2 separate regions of the Astyanax mexicanus genome follow, and region 1 is linked to region 2. A link is a contact called in public Hi-C data. All regions are on one chromosome and are shown on one strand. The core of a region is the stretch at or near the end of the contact, and the rest is flanking DNA. Distances in the headings are between cores, read along the strand shown.

Region 1 (6,283 bases), core at 800-3,299, 150 kb after region 2:
CAACTAAAATGTGTATTTTAACTTATATATTATGAATTTATTTTTTTTTTATTATTTGCATTCACACAACAATACACAATGCAAAAAATTACTTATCTGACGGATTTTAATAATATTTTAAGTTTATAGTTAGAGAGAGGGGACAGGTAACAAATGTTTTCAGTGTTCTAAGTAGTTTTTATTAACGTTTTTAATTTCATATCTTGCTTTTGCAATTAGGTTAACGCAGACACAAATGTATTTTAAAGTTACCTTGTGCACATTTATACACGGCACATTTTTTTTTACATTTTAAATGTAAAAGTTACATGAGTAAATATAATCCCTTATCTTATTTTATCTATATTAAATACTCTAATCCATCTGTCCTTGTTTTAGCTTTACTTGTGGGCTTCTTCTAGAGTTTTGCAGTCATATTCTGATATAATGGGGGGAATAGGAAGCAGATGTGTGAAGTAAGGAAGTACAAATACTTAGAAGTAGTAATGTTGGTTATATATATACGTTACTTGAGTAATTCTTTCTCAGATGACTTTTTACGTTCTACTCCTTACATTTTAAAAATAGTCTTGTTTTGTTTCAGCTTGTTTTATTTACGGCATCTCATCGTCAAAAAAAAAAAAAAAGATAAACCTCTCCATCCAGATAAATTTTAATTTGATTGTGGTTGGATGAATAATATAAACATATACCATTCCTACGGAGTCTCTAAGGTGACATCATGCTTAAAAAAAAGTATGCATGACCACGACTTATTAAGGTTTGTGAATGAGATCCTAATGCGTGGCTATAACTTATTAAGGTGTGCGAAAAAGATCCTAATTCATGGCCACGACTTACTATATTAAGATAATGAGATAATTAAGGTGTGTGAATGAGATAATTAAGTTGTGGCCATGACTTTTTGAGGCCTGGGAATAAGATAATTAAGTTGTAGCCAGAAAATAAAAGCTAAATTCTGCAAATTAATAACCATGAAGAAACTGAATATTACATCAAAATCCAAAAAGGGATAATCTTTTGTAAGAAAATGAGAGTGAATTGGGTTATTTGTATTTTTATCTTGGAATGAATTATGGAGATGTTTTGGAGTATCTTGCGAGACATGGCATAATACTAAATAAAAGACACTTTATTCTCATACGAAAAGCTGATTGGCTCGGACGCAGACAGTATGCAGACCTGTTTACCTTCCTTAGGCAGTCATATTGTGCACAACCCCTGAAAGCTGCTCTGTGCTGACTTTGGACTTGAGAAAACACAGTGGATCAACACCAGCAGATGACATGACTCTCCAAACCACCACTGATAATCAGTAAATTTTACATTTCATTTGTAAATCCAGGGAGCAGAGTCTGGAGGAAGAGTGGAGAGACACACAGTCCAAACTGCTCGAGGTCTAGTGTGAAGTTTCCACCAATCAATGATGGTTTGGACTTAGGAGATGTCATCTGCTGATGTTGATCCACTGTGTTACATCAAGTCCAAAATCAGTGCAGTGTTTTCCCACAAAATCTTACAGCACTTTATGCTTCACTCTGCTCACTGACAATTTTTATGGAGTTGGGGATTTCATTTTCCAGCAGGACTTGGCACACTGCCCACACTGCCACAAGTACCAATTGGTCTTAAATAATATTTTAATTTTCCGAGACACTGATGTTTGGGTTTTCATTAGCTGTAAGTCGTAATAATCAACAATAAAATATAGATCACGCTGTGTGTAATACACTTATATAATTTATGAGTTTCTCATTTTGAACTGAATTACTGAAATAAAGTAACTTTTCAATAAAATTCTATTTTTTCCCAGATGCACTAGTATGCAGTCTAAACAGGAAGCCTAGTGCAACACTTACATTTTAATATAAGATTATAGTCATTACGGATTTTAATAAAATGTGTTTTGGGGACATACGATTTTGTCCTTAATTAATACTTCTCCTTCTACAGAATTATTTTAAACCTCATTATCTATTTTTCTCCCTTAGTAATGAATGTAAACACTTTTCACACCTTTTATAAGAAGTGGGCGCTCTCGCCATAGACCAGCTCTGCTGCGGCTTCTTCTCGGGGACTTTTATTTCCCACAATCCCCTGCACGTTCTCTCTCTTCCGGTTGTCGTGCTGTTCGTGTAGCAGGTAGAAAATATGCCGCTTTATTTCAGATTAATCTGCTTTAATCCTCCGTCTGTATCAAAGTTACATACGATATTATCGGTCTGTGGTGTTTAATGATGCGTTATGAGTGCGGACAGTTGGAAATGGGGGCAGATTTTATTGTAAAATGTTTATTTTAAACGGTTTAGATCTGCCACGGCTCGGCGGTCTGCAGTCAGCTGTGAGCAGCTGCGGATAAAAGTCTTAGTTTATTAATTATTATATTGTATAAGGTCTTAAATGTTGTGATAGTAATGTTGGTGTCAGGATTTTGTAGAATATCAGAGCTAAATAAAGGTTAAGAGAATTTATTTGGTTCGTTTAGAGAGACTTGTGTGTAGCTAATGCCTGGCCCACCGTAAACAGTAAAGTAGCTTCAGTTATAAGTCCATGCTTTTTGTTAGATATTTCTGTTGGTTAAGAAATTCATGTTCTTTAATAATTGTATTTATCCTCTTGTGTTAACAGACAGCTTAATTAAAAATGGCAAAGTCGAAGAACCACACCACGCACAACCAGTGTGAGTATTTGTGTTCAGCTCGTTCAGAACTGTAGCTTTATAGCATTTATCAATCTGTGTGTAAAATAAAAAGGATTAATGCTTTTATACACTAAACTCCCTGCTCTGTTTATCCCTGCAGCCCGCAAGTGGCACAGAAATGGCATCAAGAAGCCCCGGACCCACCGTTACGAGTCCCTGAAGGGGGTAAGTTTAATTTAATGTTTAATTCACATGTGCAGTTGGGCTCCCACACTGTTTATCTACTAGTGCATCTTATGTCATGTTATATAGATGTATTACACACATGTTATTGTTGATTATTATGGCTTGCAGCTTTTGAAAACCCAAAAATCAGTGTCTCAGAATATTTGAATATTATATAAGTGAAGCAGTGTGCCAAGTCCTGCTGGAAAATGAAATCCGCATCTCCTTAAAAGTTGTCAGTAGAGGGAAGCATGAAGTGCTGTAAGACCATCACTGATTGTGGAAACTTCCCACTAGACCTCAAGGAGCTTGGACTGTGCATCTCTTCACTCTTCCTTCAGACTCTGCTCCCTTGATTTGCAAATGAAATGTAAATTTTACTGATGATCAGTGATTGTTTGGAGTGACATGTCATCTGCTGGTGTTGATCCACTGTGTTTTATCAAGTCAGTGCAGTGTTTTCCCGAAAAATCTTACAGCACTTCATGCTTCCCTCTGCTACTGACAACTTTTATGAAGATGCCATTTTCATTTTTCAGCACACTGCCAAAAGTACCAATTGGTCTTAGAAAATTAGATTATGAGATCAATCAACAATAAATGAAACTTTAAAATGGATCACTTTGTATGTAATACATCAATATAATGAGTTTTATATTTTGAACTGAAATACTAAAATAAAGTAACTTTTCAATGATATTCTAATTTTGAGGTGCACTAATAGATTAACTATTGTGCGATATTTACCATGTAAATAACCCCAAATAACCCATGGTGCTGTATGTGTTACAGATCCTTTAAAGTCTGTAAAGTATCTTACAGCGCACAGTTTGTCTTTTACTCTAAGTCCATAAATGACACTAAACATCCTTAGCGCATCATCACAGGACTGTGTGAATCTCATCCTTTGACCTTATTTAAGGAATGTAGGAGTGCTAGAGATAAAAGTAGCTCCTTTTGAAAGTGCATTATTTGCTGCTACAGATCTGTTCCAACAACTTAACTGTACAAATGTATAAATGTTTTATGTTCCATATAACTAGTTCTGACCTGATTTATAGAACAAATTGTTAGTAATAGTTATGAAATTGTAATTTGTTGCCTCATGATTTTAAACCTAACATATTTACAGTAATGTGACCTCTCATTACAATAAGAAACAAACATGAATGAGCTGCTCACTAAATTTATTATTCAGTTTTGATGGGTCCGGGCTCTTATGGGTTTTTTGTTGTCTTGTCATGTAAAATTAGCAGTGTTTGAGAGAGAGATCCATCTGAGCTCTGACACTGTCTTTTATGAACCACATGTTTCTCACTTGCTCAAACCTCAAGAGAAATGCAATTAAAAATAGGTAAATAATGAGGCAAATTTAAAAATCGATTGTTGATGCAATTCCATTTTTACCCTGGGTTATGTTGTAGATTGGATATTGTGGGTTTACCAGACATCTTTGTAATCTACAGACCAGGACTGATCATATCTGATTGTAAACCTGAGCTGAAGTCATTTTTTCAGTTGTTCGAGAAGTTTCATTTAGTGACTCAGTGAAAGTAAAAGAAGTTGCTTTTCTTTAAAATACATATAAACCTAATGATGATTAAAATGATTACCTAATAATATAAATGACAATCATATATATAATGGCCTATGTAAAGTATCAAAGTAAACTAATCTTTGGGAAAATGTAACGTATTGCACCTTTAAGCTCCAAGAGCTTACAAGTTCAAAAAAAGTTAGAAAATTGTGGTGTGTGTTGCTGTTGTAACAAATGTGTGATGTTACTTGTGTGAGTAGGTGGCTGCAACAATATCTCTAATGGGTAAAAGTTATTCATGTTGTTGCTATGCTGTCCATCATTTTAACATTAGGGCAAATGTGATTCAGAATCGGCCATATGGATGCTGTAAATACATCTGTTTGCGCGTTCAGTTGATTTGGAAATTGAAGCATTTTTGAAAATTGCAGCTAAAAATGTTCAGCATCTATTCTGCAGATTAGAGTTGCAGCTGATAAATTTGTTTTCCAGTTGAATCAAATAGTAATGGTTTCTTCTCTTCTACAGGTTGACCCCAAGTTCCTGAGGAACATGCGCTTTGCCAAGAAACACAACAAAAAGGGGTTGAAGACCATCGCAAAGAAGGAGGCTCCGAAATAGGAAGTGTTGGCTAGTCGACGGTGTACAGGAACTGCAAACGGACTTTATACCATCAACAATAAAGCCATGCTTCGTTAATTGGAATAAGAATCTTGTATTTTTTTTATGGTACACTTCAGTCCTTTAAATGCTTACCTTTTCCTCACGACTTTGCCCCAAACTTGTCAGATGGCTGCAGCATACTTTATATTTTTGTCCCCATACCTATGTCAGGCTTAATACACGCAATGTCTTAGGATTAAACCTAGTCCTAGGCTCTGCTCTGGTTTTAAAGAAGATCTTTCATAAATAGAAAACGGAAAGCCGTAACTGAACTGAATCCCTCTGCAGGAAACCAGCTGTAAGTGGTTTTCTATTTAAAAGAGCACACAAAGTAAGGAATTTGTGTTAAATTTCTGTAGCAGGGCCCATGCTCACAAATGCTGCCAATCAAGCACCTGATTTGCAACACCTGGGGGCACCAGATGCTCAAGACAAGTCAATTGCAACAGCAACATAAATTGTTTGGTATTGGTAGAGACGATTTGGTGAATGTTTCTACTGCCACTCCCACAAATGCATGTTCCTAACATATGCAACAAGGAGTTTCCTAACAAGGAAATTTACAGGCCTTCCAAAAGTATAGAATTTATTGCCAAAAAGTGTTGGTACACCAACGAAATAAAATACTAAACACAAATTTCTTTATTTTTTGCTCTTTATATTTGGTGTCAAATTAGCTGATTTGTTAAATTTTCTCAAATCCCGCATATTTAGGTTCCAAAAAAGGCTTGAGGTCATCAAAATCCAGGACCATTCACTAGTGTTATAAATGGGTGTGGTTTAAAACATAGTGCACCTTAGTCTATAAACTAGAGGTGGGTAGTATGATCTTTAGTTTATAATTGTGTTTCTGTGATGCAGTGTACTTTTCAGAGCAGATTATAAACATCAGGACATAAAAAACCATAAACAGCTGTGAATTTTCAATACATGAAGTGTAATTAATCCTGTTATTTGGGTGTAGTCCATTTTTTATGAAATATCTGTAATAAATAATAGGAAGGTAGCAGTTATAAGTCCACTGTTGGGCACTTGGTTTATGTGTTAAAAATATTTAATAGTAATAATAGCCGTGTAGTGTGGACATTAATAACATTGTGTGAACATGCTTTTGTGAACTAGCATATTTGTACCATGTTGATTTTCCCTTCCTTAAATGAAGGTAAGTTATGAGGATACAAGTGTATGAAATGTACCAGTTTTCGAGTAAATAAGGT
Region 2 (6,295 bases), core at 2,275-4,774:
GTCATATTTATACCCCAGGGAAACAGGAAGTTGTGAATTACTAATTAAATGTTCCTACATACTCTGATCAACTTCGTAAACTACTGTAGAAGTGACAGAAATACTTTTATTAAATTTATTTCCTAAGAATTGTTAGGGGTGCCAATAATTGTGGAACAGGTGATTTTATGAAGAATAATTTTTTCTTAGTCAGGGATTTTATTTCCCCCTTAAAATTTACTTGAGTTAAAGGTTGGACTTTACTTTTTTTTCCCATCGTGGTCCTATATTATTTTGAACAAAACTCAATTTATGAGAAGCTAAAGAACACATCTTAACCAGGGGTGCCAATAATTATGGAGGGCACTGTATACATGCAGACCATTATTACAACTACTTTTAACACCATATCTACATCACCAAAGAATGCAATGGTGTTGCACCAGGCTATCATGAAGTGACTCAAAAAGGCACACTTTTTGTCTTGTTGGAGATGACCAACTAATCAAAAGTTAGAGGCACCATGGTCTGTATCAATATCAATAGTTTCTTTTCACTCATCACATGACCAGAAGGCCTAGTACTAAGGTGTGGAGTGCAATTTCATAGGATGCCAGATTACCTTTACCTATCTTTATTTCAGGCACTTTAAAAGTCCAAAGTTACGTTAAAGAGGTTCTGCAAGCCTACCTTGTGACCTTACCTATTTCATAATGCACACTCCAGTGTGGACACAGATGCTATGCCATGGTCAGCCACATCATCAGACCTATCCCCAATTGAAAATGTGTGGGATGCTATTAGATGCGCAATCAACACTTTCACAAAATCTGCAGGAATTGCAAGAAAATATTCAAGCTGCCACCATTAGGAACCTCTACAACTCCATGCCGTACTACGCATATTTTTAGATGACTTAGTGTTAAGCACTCTGCTTTCATAAGTATAAACTTTGACGTGTTTATTTTAGGTCACCTTTCTTGCACTAAAATGGACGACTTCTTGGTGGAGGTCCTTAAAAGTTATAAACGCTTTGAGACATCCCAAACTGGTTTAGCTGGTCAAGCTGGACGACCACCACAATGAACTAGTTCTGAACTGGCTATCAAGCTCTAGCTGAACCTGAATAAAGCACAGCTGCTGTGGGATGATGGATTCTTACAGTAATGGATTTTCCAGTCGTGGCTCAGGCCGGCTGAGCAGCGGAGGAAATGGCGGGCGAGGCGTGGGAGGTGGCGCTGTGAAGGTGGATTAGCGAAGGAGTGGGCTGTGTGGAAACTGCACCCGGCACCGGTGTCATTTAAGCACATCTGAATTACGCTTCAGAACTGAGACAGAGTACAAATACTACCAGCATGTCTAACCACACAAACATTAGCTGACTGGCTGACAACTCATCAACAATTAATTAAGTCACATTGGACATTTATCACTAACAACATCAAAAAAAGAACTTTGCTGCATGTCTGTTAATGCGACGTCCTGTACAAACCACATGATTAATAAAAGCTTACTTCATATAATGCAGATGACCGGTCTGTTTAAAACTGACCAAAACTGTCAATCAAAAAAATGGTTTCTGGGAAGAAATCAAAACAGGAATATTTGCACTGTTGGAATTAAGGGATGATGATGCTGTGTTGTTACACTAAATAATTAAAGAAAAAACATGTAGAAGGTTATAAACATTTATTGCATCCAATACTAGTGTTTAGTAGCATGTATTTTATTTGGATTTCAGTGTGATTAAAAGTAATTAAACTGTTATTACTATACAACTACATGTGTAATTACATTGATATTTACACTGGAATAGTTAACCAACAAAAGAACAGTAAGAACATGCATTTCAAGAGCTTAAAATGTGGGTATTTGATAAATACTCTCATACTTTTTTGGACAGTCAGGGTAATTTATTGGATGCTCAGAGGCCTCTATAGAAGCTCTATTCTGAGAGAGAGCCGTCACTCACTGTGTGGAAGGCCTTTCATAGGATAAGAGGATGGAAACACAAGGACTGACAGTTCGGAGTGTCTGTAAGTCAACCGGATGCATAAAAGGCCATTGTGTCCGGCCCGGCCCGGGCTGCCGTGCAGCTGTGGTGAAATCAGACGTTCCTCTTTTTTTTTTTTTTTTACATTTTCAGCAGAGTCTTTCACAACATGTCCTCCAGTACTATTTCCTCTTAGATTGCAGCAAGACAGTAAGCGCTACGGCAAATATAGTGCAATGTTTACTCACAGCCTTCACATGAAAATACTTTAATACTCCTGTTCTGGTCATAAAATTAAAATCACCTGCCTATAATACTGTGTATGTCTCAGAAATAGCTCAGACTCCACAAAAGCCACAACATTAACAGCAAGTCTTTTAAATCCTGTAAGTTGTATGGTGGGCAGCGCCTCCATTAGCATCAATGAGGCCTTAAGCACCAGTGACTATGTTGCCAGTTCACTGGTTGTCCTTCTTGGCCATTGCATACCAAGGAACACTTCACAAGACCTGCATGATGTTCTAGAGATCTTCTGACTTCTGAGTCATCTAAAATATCACAGTTTGGTTCTTGTAAAAGTTTCTTAGGCTACGTTCACATTATCTGGCTACATTTACTCAAATCTGATTTTTTTTTTCTCAATGTTTTTTTTCATGGCTGTGTGAACTTGCCAAATCCGATTGGTTCGAATCAGATTTGAGTCACTTTTATTTGTGGTCCTATATTAGATTTGTATCCAATCCATTGACATGTGACATGAATGTAAATGGTCAAATCGGAATTTATGTGTTTGTTTTTTTTGCTTTTATGCGTATGCTACGTGCTTCTCTTTCATACCCACACATCTCTTGGTGCAGCTGTGCAGCTATCACTGCAAAAACAGCAAAAGCAAACTGCCTGGTCTTTTTTCTCCTACTCGACCTGAACATGTACTTCAGACCAGCTGTTTCCTCTCCATTTAGCAAAAGATGCTCCACATATGAGCTGCTAACTCATCCATTTCCCTTTATAAAGCTAAGAGTCGTCTCTCAGATATGACGTTTTTTGTTGTTGGTGAAAAGGCGAAGTTTATCTAGGTATCAATGTGCGCATGTGAGATGTTTCAGGGACAGATTCATTCACATTACACACAGATACAGGTCACTTACATTTGTGAATATGAACCGTCAAGATGGCCAAATCCGATATGAGCAAAAAATCGGATTTGAGCAACGTGGCATTTAATGTGAATGTAGCCTTAGATTCTTACACCTGATGCAACCCATCAGCTTCAGGAACTGACTGTTCACTTGTCGCTTGTTATTCATTTCACCTCCAGTATCTGGATTATACTGTATATAAAGGGTTTACAGCCAAACCATTCAGTTTACAGTTAACGCTGAACACGTGAGTCTAAAATTGGATGATTAAACCCCATCTGAACGTTACAAATAACACAGAACATGCACGGTATGGGCCCTTTAACGCGTCCTTTCTGTAACTCCTCCCCCTCTCTCCTTGTCTCCTCCTTCCATTCTTGTCTCCTCCCTCCCTCCTCCTCTCGCGCTCCAGCTCCGTGCACCCTGTTTTATTCCAGCCTGTCAACCGCGCGAGGCGAAAATGACAAGCAGGACAGCGGCGGAGTCCAGCCTCAGCACTGCGATTACTACCACCACCACTACCACTGCTACTGCTGCTGCTGCTACCACCACCATGCTTCACAGGTCGCGACAATAACAAAACTTCTCCCCCCCAAAACAACAACACTACTACTGCTGCGCGCGGGCTGAGGTGCTGGAAGAGGTGGTGGTGGGGGAGAGAGAGATAGAGAGAGGTAGAGAGACATACAGAACTACAGAAATAGAGAGACTACAGAGGGAGAGAGAGAGAGGGCTGCTGGTGCTGTCGGTGCTCTCGCAAATGGACGCCCCGTTCCAGCAGCGCGAGGACCGTGAAGATAGTACCCAGGAAGACCGAGAGGCACGTAAGGACAGCCCCCAGCGAGCGCGCGCATGGGGGGACGCGTTCTGAGCTCGTCGTGATTTTTGATCCGTGTTCTGATTTTTTTTCACCCAAATATTCGGAAATCTTTTTTTCCGAATATTTTCTTTCTTTACTCCGTTTTTATTGCGCATCCACCTAAAACCTTTCATCATCCTCCTTTTGCTTTTAGCCTTCCCTCCTCATCTTCCTCATCCCCACCGTTCCACCGGATTTCGCCACGCGCACCGAGCCCCCCGTCCCCCTTTTCCCCCATGAAAAACAACCACCTCCGAAGCTGCTCCCGGGACGTGCGCGCGATCATGGCGAGCAAGAGCGTGGAATGGTTGCAGGACGAGCTCGAGACCGGCGCGGGCTCCTTACTGCTGCTGGACTGCCGCGCGCACGAGCTCTACGAGTCGTCGCACATCGAGTCGGCCATCAACCTGGCTATCCCGGGCTTGATGCTGCGCCGCCTGAAGAAGGGCAACCTGCCCATCCGCTCCATCATCCCCAACAACGAGGACAAGGAGCGGTTTGCCAAGCGCTGCAAGACCGACACGGTGGTGCTGTACGACGAGGCCACCGCCGACTGGCCCGAGAACGGCGCGGCGGGCTCCGTGCTGGGGCTGCTCATGCAGAAGCTGCGGGACGACGGCTGCAAGGCGTACTATTTGGAAGGTAACGCCAGCTAACTTCTGTCTTTAAAAAGTATTTAAAAGTTCGAAACTTTATTTTTTTACGCGTATCTTTCCTTTCTGTTTCGCGAGTCTATGTTAATATATTTTGGAATATCGTCTGCTGTCAGTTTGTGTTTTCTTTAACGTTTTATCTCTTCTCAAGTTCTACTTGTGTCCGTTCCACCTTAAATAGTGCTGCAGTTGCACGTTGAAGAGACAGTATCGTATTAAAAGCCAAGTTGAACATTTAAGGTGGAACGGATCATTCTAGCACAAAACTGGAAAATAACGATAAACGCTACTTTTGGCTAAAAGTAAGAAATAAAAGCAAAGCTGGAAATTTAAGTTGGAATGAACAATTCGAACAGGACTCGAAAATCTCGTATTTTAATTGTGATATATAACAGCTAGAATCAGATCAAAAACTACTCACAAATACTCACTTATATTTTATATATCAAATAAGCAACTTGTTTATCAGTTTTGTCAAATAAACACATAATACATAATATACACATAATATATTCAGTAATGTAATCTAACAGTTGACTAGACAAACCTTTCTTTGAAAAAGTCTTAAGAACTTTTTAATTTTATTTTATTTTAATACGCACTTTTTGTGTTGATTCAGTCTCATTAGCTAATTTTCTGTAGTGTATTCAAAACAATATGTGTTAAAGTTATATGTTTTCTAAATGTTTTAATATTTAAGGTTAAGTTTCTCCTGTCCACCTTAAACTCTTAAAATTTGTATTGAGGATTCCACGGGGCGCCTCAATGTAACTGCTGCAGTATTTAAGGTGGAACTGACAGTTTGAATACGAAGCTGGAAAATAACGTGAATTTCACCTTAGATTAGAAATGAGCTGTTAAAATCGTGTTAAAGGTGGTTTATTGACACAAACGGGCGTATAAATTCTAAAATAAGCAACTTATTCATCAATGTTGCCAAATAAACCCACAAATCAGGCTAGCTTAGCGTAGCTCGCTAGTAAATAACACGGACGTCAGACAGAACAGAACCGAGCCTAATGTCAAATAGCGAATCGCAGTAACCGAGCTAACCTAGCTAAATCCTGGCCCAATACTCCTAAAATATTATACACCACTTTCCCACGTTTAAACCCATCTCCAAACTCCTAACTTTACCCGAACCCGCCCGAACCAACAAGATGTTTTCAATTACATTCCCCTAAAATGGCTCCGCCATGTTGTCTCCGTTCACGAAGAGAGAGGGACGGCTCGTATTTCATGAATGAAAACGGGAAGAGAAAGTAAAAATAACAAATATAAAGACTGAGATAGAGTTTTGTGCATTTTTTTTAGTTTTTAACGAAGCCAGTATATTATTAAACACATAAAAGTGCCCAGAGAGGCGGATGTTTACGTGTTTATGAGTTTAACTCCAAGTGTTAGCCTCCATTCACAAAAAAGCACAGATTTGCGCTGAGGGCTGCTGAGGACGGCAGCTCTAATACAAGGTTATTTAGTGTGTTTTTTGTTGTAAAAACATACATTTTAGAATTTAGTCAGGTTTATTATGTCCTTTATGACATTTCCTGACAGAAATGCGGGCCTGAAAAAAAGACCAAAAGACCTTGTAGCTATAGTTAATTCTGTTGTCACTGAACCAGTGCTAAGTTATGTCAGAATAACCTGTTTATCATTATTAGCTTGTTAGCGT

The links. A called contact is a pair of places that touch in the nucleus more often than the background predicts.
Region 1: a Hi-C map of muscle shows a contact between it and region 2, with 7 times the contacts expected there. The contact joins the promoter of rpl29 here to the promoter of dusp7 in region 2. A contact is called at or near these places in 2 of 3 Hi-C or Micro-C datasets (both in muscle).

Annotation. Positions count from the first base shown.
Region 1 is chr24:16,419,219-16,425,501 of AstMex3_surface, forward strand. It overlaps rpl29 (ribosomal protein L29), which reads left to right and starts at 2,050. Exons shown (of 4, transcript XM_015605589.3): 1 at 2,050-2,142; 2 at 2,629-2,680; 3 at 2,802-2,866; 4 at 4,932-5,102. The coding sequence starts at 2,644. The coding sequence ends at 5,024.
Region 2 is chr24:16,265,840-16,272,134 of AstMex3_surface, forward strand. It overlaps dusp7 (dual specificity phosphatase 7), which reads left to right and starts at 3,525. Exons shown (of 3, transcript XM_022682614.2): 1 at 3,525-4,612. The coding sequence starts at 4,207.